2 separate regions of the Mus musculus genome follow, and region 2 is linked to region 1. Evidence: chromatin contacts called from public promoter capture Hi-C data. All regions are on one chromosome and are shown on one strand. Each heading gives the region's core, a stretch centred on a gene start, on an enhancer-like site or on the middle of the called end of the contact. The rest is flanking DNA. Distances are from core to core; before and after follow the strand shown.

Region 1 (2,700 bases), core at 59-2,558:
GCTTTTGCTCACGAAGCCCAGAGCTCGTGCTCCTTGTGAAAGACCAGCAGTCCCTCCTCGTCCTCGTGATGGGCCTGAGACCAGCAGTGTGTCGTGTCTTCCCCGCCCCCGCCCCAGCCTCACAATGCAATGCGCAGTGTCAGGCCTGAGACTGAGACCAGCAGTCCCATCCCACCCCACCTTCCCATCCCCCACAGCCAGCTTCGTGATGAGCACTGTCAGGCCTGCCCGTACCCAGCAAGGATCAGATTCAGAAGCTAATGGCCCCCTTCTGGTTCCCTAACCTACTTCTGGTTCTTCCGCCCACACTTCCCCTCTGGAAGTTTCATTTGCCGCATGGCCACCTTTGACTCTTCCCTTATGTCCCTCGTTCAGCCTCTGCACGAGCCTGGGATTCCCAGGCTCACTGGGATACTGGAGGTCTGGGGTCAAACTGGAAGGAAATTCACAACAAGGAACCTGAGAGTTGTGCTGAAGAAGAGGCACTGGGGGGGGGGGGGGGGCGGTGCTGAGAGCCACCATCCTCAAACTGGCTACAGCCTGGGAACCTTGGGAAACTGAGTCCTACCCTGAAGCCAGGAGCAAAAGGCCAGAGCCCCCTGGGAATGAGTTCCAAACCCCACAAACTGAGCAAGAGAAAAGAGAGTTGGGCTGGGGTGGGGAGCCTGGGCCCCAGCCAGCTCCTCCTACTCAGACTGGGTGACTATAGGCCAGCACGCTCTCTCTTTGACTCTGATGCAACTCTACAGGGAGAAGCTAGACCCTGTGTCCAGCCAAGTACACATAGACCTGAAACTGCCTCTGGTGACCGGTCCCAGGTGGGTTCCTTCCCTGCCCCAAACAGCAGTTTCTTCATGGTGGGGAACTCGGCTTTCTCTCATGCGGTAAAGCTCTGAGTGGCTCTGGTCTGAAAACTGCTCATCTGGCTGTGGGGGAGGTAGTCAGAGCTTTCCTGTGGGGACGGGTCTCACAGATCCTCAGTAAAATGATGCAATGGCCTCAGCAACGTGGCTGGATGTGGGGCTCCCCTTTGGCAGATCCCCCTGACTGTGAGCTCCCAGCTGAGATGTGCCTCTGGGTTTCTATTCAAGGAACCTCTCCACCTTCCTCTCTGAGGTCCACTACCCGGACATGTGAACAGGTAGAAGATTCTAATAGCTCAGGGACCCCACAGGCCAAAGATTAGATGCACTCACCCGCTGCTTCTTTTCAAATCAGGAAATGGAGCCCACTAGCTTAGAGGGTGACCAGGTTCCCAACGCAGACAGGTTCCGGAGGTGGAAGGCAGGGCTTCTGTTCACTTCCTCTGCCACCCCGGTGGCTGCAGACAGCTTCCTCCTCTAAGTTGCTGATGAGCGAGGTACCCTAAATCCACTGAAAGACTGCCAGAACCCCTGCCCCTAGTCTTCCAAGACTCCATGGCATCACGGGGTCTCTCATACTTCCCTCCCTGCCCCCGCCTCTCCATCAATCCAGACAATCACTGTCTGAAACATAACAGCAAGGATAGGACCCCAACAGCAAACTGTGTTCTCCACTGCCTTTTTCTCATGGTGCCCAGCCTGCACCTCTGCCTCCCTCTGAGCGGCCCTCCAACCAAGCTTGCTTGCTCCAACCAAGCTTGCTTGCTTTCTCACTTGCTGATGGACTAACTTCAAGACAGTCTCATGTAGCTCAGACTGACCTCAAAGTCACCAAGCTGAGGTGGTCCTTCAACTCCTGATTCTCCTGCCTCCATCTCTTACATATCTGAGTTACAGGCAGGAGCCACTACACCCAGCCAAAGGCTCCTAAATAAAGCCAGTCTCCAGGTCTCAGCCCGAGTCTCTGCACCCACAAGCTACTTTCCCCAGCTTCCCCAGCCCTCCCATCCTCTCCCTATAAACCGCACAACACCTGCCTGTTCTCTGCCAGTGCCTCAGGCTTTTACTTTGATGTCACAATGCCTGTCCCCATGTCTTGTAAGCTCTGCTCAACTCTTCACATGGCTCACAACTCCTTCTTGGCATGAGCTTTGGTACCTCCTCCTATAGGAAGTCTTCCACAACATCCTTTTCTTTTACAATGGTCTTGGGCTTGCAGCCATGCTAAAACTATCCTTTTTTTTCCTTTTCTTCGAGACAGGGTTTCTCTGTGTAGCCCTGGCTGTCCTGGAACTCACTTTGTAGACCAGGCTAGCCTCGAACTCAGAAATCTGCCTGCCTCTGCCTCCCGAGTGCTGGGATTAAAGGCGTGCGCCATCACACCCGGTGTGCAGCCATGCTAGATCAGCTGATGACATGGGCTGGTGCCTGATAGCTGTCTCACCATCAAACCAGGAGCTCTACAGGTTGGAACCCATCTTTCCCACTCACTACTAAAAGTCAGTGCCTACAATAGCACCAGGCACAAAATGGGATCAATGAGCATATTTTGATGGCTGTTATTGCTTAAAGGACTGTGTTGGTCCTATGACAAAATGCCTGATGGAGGCTGGAAATAGAGCTCAATTGATAGAGTGTCTGTCTAGCATGCAGGAAGCCCCGAGTTCAATCCCCGGCACCTCATAAACTAGGCATGGGAGAGGACATGTGTGATCCAGCTCTCAGAAGCTGGAGGCAGGAGGATCAGAAGTTCAAGGCCGGCCTAGACTTCAAGAGTACATGAGACACTCTCTTTAAAAAAGAAAAAGAAAATCCCCCTGGCATTGGGCAAAGAGAC
Region 2 (2,700 bases), core at 149-2,648, 290 kb before region 1:
TGATTGCATAGGCTGGAGGTTGAAAACAGACTTTCTCAGTCTAGGGACCAGAAGTCTGAGACCAGGGTATACATCGGAATGTGATTCCTATGTATCTAGAATACACAGGAGGGTTCCTTCCTGCCCCTTCTGGCTCTAGGTTTTTCTGGAAACAGGGACATTTCCCTGGCCTCCTAGTTTCACCCCTCCCACTTCTGCTTTGCACCCCCCTAGACTCTCCTCTCTAGGTTTTTTTTTACATCCAAATTCCCTCTGGTAAGAACATAGTGATGGACCTGTGCCCACCCATCCAGTATGGTCTCCTGAGTCTCTGCTCACATCTCTCCTCTCTTGTCTCTCCCGCACTGGCCTTTTGTTTTCCTGGAACATTCCAAATTTACCATTCATGGTCTCCAAAGTACCAGACAAGCAGTCTTCACAGTGACACGGGTGGTGGGAGTCCTCACATGGGTGATCCGAGCTCCAGGCGGGCAGAACCGAAGTCTGGCATTGAGTGCCTTGTCTTGCTGTTGCTTCATTCTTGTGAGGCAGGTTAAGGATAAAGGAGTCGATGTGTGAGACAGTGATGGCCCCTCATGGGGTCGTGGCCCTGACTACTTGGCCTCATCTGAGAGGCCTGCACTGGTGTCCCCAGAGTCTGGAGTCACTGCTTCCAGGACAGCAGGACTTTGCAGAAGTGGGAGGCTGTGTCAAAGGAACACCGGCCTCTTGTTCGGTATTGCACAGATGATGAAGGGCAGAGTCCTGCAGGAGTTCCAGACCGCACAGCGCATCTGCCTGAGAGGTCTACTGTTAGAGGGTGGAGGAGAAGGGGCCCAGGGACGACTCAGAAGCCAGCTGCGGGGTTTCACGCACCCTGTCAAGCATTTATGCCGGACACAAATTGCCTTTCTTCTTTGTAGGCTTATTTCAGGCTTGACAGACCCATGAATATTTGATCAGGGAAATAATTTTCTCGGGCACTCGAGGTTGGAGGGACCCCAGAAAAGCAGGTGTCCCCTAAGGGACAGGAAGAAGCTATTGAGTGCTGAGAAGAGTAGGCTTGGGACTGGCCAGCTGTAAAACGTTGCTGGCTCTTCCTGGCTGGTGAGGGCAGTGGAAAGGGGCTTCTCTCTAGTCAGATGCAGGTGTATAGACTGGAAGCGGGTGTCCAGGTACAGGCAAGGACAGGATACTAGAGGGTCCAGCCTGCAGTTGGTGGGGTGGGCATATGCTCTCCTAGAGTGTCGTCATTATAAGGATTCAACCCCCACAGACATCTTCTGTGTCAATGAGCTCTGCTCCGAGAATACACTTGATCTACAAGTCACCTCAGATAGCATCCAAGGCTCTCCTGCTGATGTCAGCGCTCCCGCATCTGTGGGGAGATGGCGCTGATCAAGCTTTGCGCCTGCACGTGGGTGGCACTTGGAGCAGGGGTGTGGTGTATACACACAGAGCTCGTGTACTCAGCTGGCTCTGAGCTGGGGCTGGGAGCTCTTAGCTGCTTCTTCCTCTTTCTGGCTAGAGACAGGAGCTGCTTTGATCCCCACTAAGTGCGCTGTCTCTGGTGGGCGGGGCATGGAGCCTGTCTTCCAGATTAGAGACTTAAGAGCCAAGTTCTCCTCTGCAGGTGTTGGGGGGCGATTAAAGGAGTCAAAGCTAGTCCCTGCTGGCATGTTTTCATCTTCCTACTAGGGTTGCCAGCTCTGGCTTTAGCCACGTGACCTTCCCCAATCCACCTTGAATCTTGCATTGTCGAAGGGACATTACAGAGGCGAAGATAAGATTAGGACCCTGCAAGTAGGTAATTGTTCTGGAGTATCTAGATGGCCTGACGTGGCCACAGGGTCTTACAAGCAGTGATACTGAAGCAGAAGAAATTGCTCAGACAACGTGGTCTGGACTGGAAAGTTTTAAAACAGTCGGCATTATGGGAAAATAACAGATGTGGTCAAGTAAGTCTGGCTACTGTCATGGATGTCGTCACTCTAGTGTCCACAGGTGATGTGTGGCTCACCCCTGGATGGAGACTTAAGATGCCAATGAGACACAGGATGCATGAAGCTGGGCGTGGAACTACAAGTGAGGGAGAGCCTGTGCAGCAAGGACCGCTCTATGCAAATGAGCCCCCAAACCTTCCCTCTATCATCCAAGCCTTTTGTACTCTGCTGGTTGGGCTCACCCCTTGGTAGTGGATCTTTTGAAAAATCAGAGGCCATGGCTTCTGCTGTATCTGTGTGTCTCTGCTCAGTTCTTTCACGGGTGGGGGATGGGGTGGATAAGAACCTAGAACCCTTTACCCTCAAGGGCAGGGACAGGGCAAGATTGTTTCCCTAGTCCCCAGATTCCACCAGAGCACACCCCGTTTTATGGCTTGCTGACTATTGTTTAATCTGGGGCACAGTTCACTGGGAACTCCGGGGTGGGCTGGGTGGGTGCTGGTGGTGGTAAGCGATAGAGAAGATAAGAAAGTAACCGCATTGTGTCAGGCCTGTCCCCACCCACTCCAGAGAACACCGGGAGATTATCAGCAATTGTCTCTGAGGCCACCAGGAGAGGCCTCTCTGGGTCCTTTCTGTTCCCCATCACCTTCAGTGGTCACAGTCCACTGCTCAGCTCCTGCCCTGTTCCAGCAAAGTTTCTCAAAAAGGAAGCCACACCCCTTATATGCTGATTGACAGATGGGAACTTCAAACAACTGTAGAACAGTTAGAATGT

Evidence for each region. Promoter capture Hi-C pulls out the DNA fragments that hold promoters and counts their contacts.
Region 2: a promoter capture Hi-C map of hippocampal neurons shows a contact between it and region 1, with 5 times the contacts expected there. The contact joins the enhancer-like site here to the promoter of Parvg in region 1. A contact is called at or near these places in 6 of 39 promoter capture datasets (the 3T3-L1 cell line, the C10 cell line, the SN4741 cell line and 3 more), 2 of 15 datasets of contacts at CTCF or cohesin (the NIH/3T3 cell line and large pre-B cells), 4 of 484 Hi-C or Micro-C datasets (the MNK3 cell line, the N1E-115 cell line, bone marrow-derived macrophages and 1 more), 16 of 115 datasets of contacts at active chromatin or transcription factors (the 230-238 cell line, DN3 thymocytes, T-cell acute lymphoblastic leukemia and 11 more) and 4 of 9 other capture datasets (adipose tissue, liver, macrophages and 1 more).

The regions. Positions count from the first base shown.
Region 1 is chr15:84,323,328-84,326,027 of GRCm38.p6, reverse strand. Parvg (parvin, gamma) reads right to left here and starts at 1,308. Exons shown (of 13, transcript NM_022321.4): 1 at 1,197-1,308. It overlaps Gm22890 (a small nucleolar RNA gene), which reads left to right and starts at 2,676; the gene lies at 2,676-2,700.
Region 2 is chr15:84,609,034-84,611,733 of GRCm38.p6, reverse strand. No RefSeq gene overlaps it. Among named protein-coding and RNA genes, the nearest start is that of Gm34201, 17 kb to the left of the region's middle. Within about 2 kb of position 1,398, at least 41 of the 459 cell types and tissues checked have an H3K27ac peak or open chromatin away from gene starts, as enhancers often do. A contact at or near this core is called in DN3 thymocytes, the N1E-115 cell line, extraembryonic endoderm stem cells and 1 more, where this site is marked.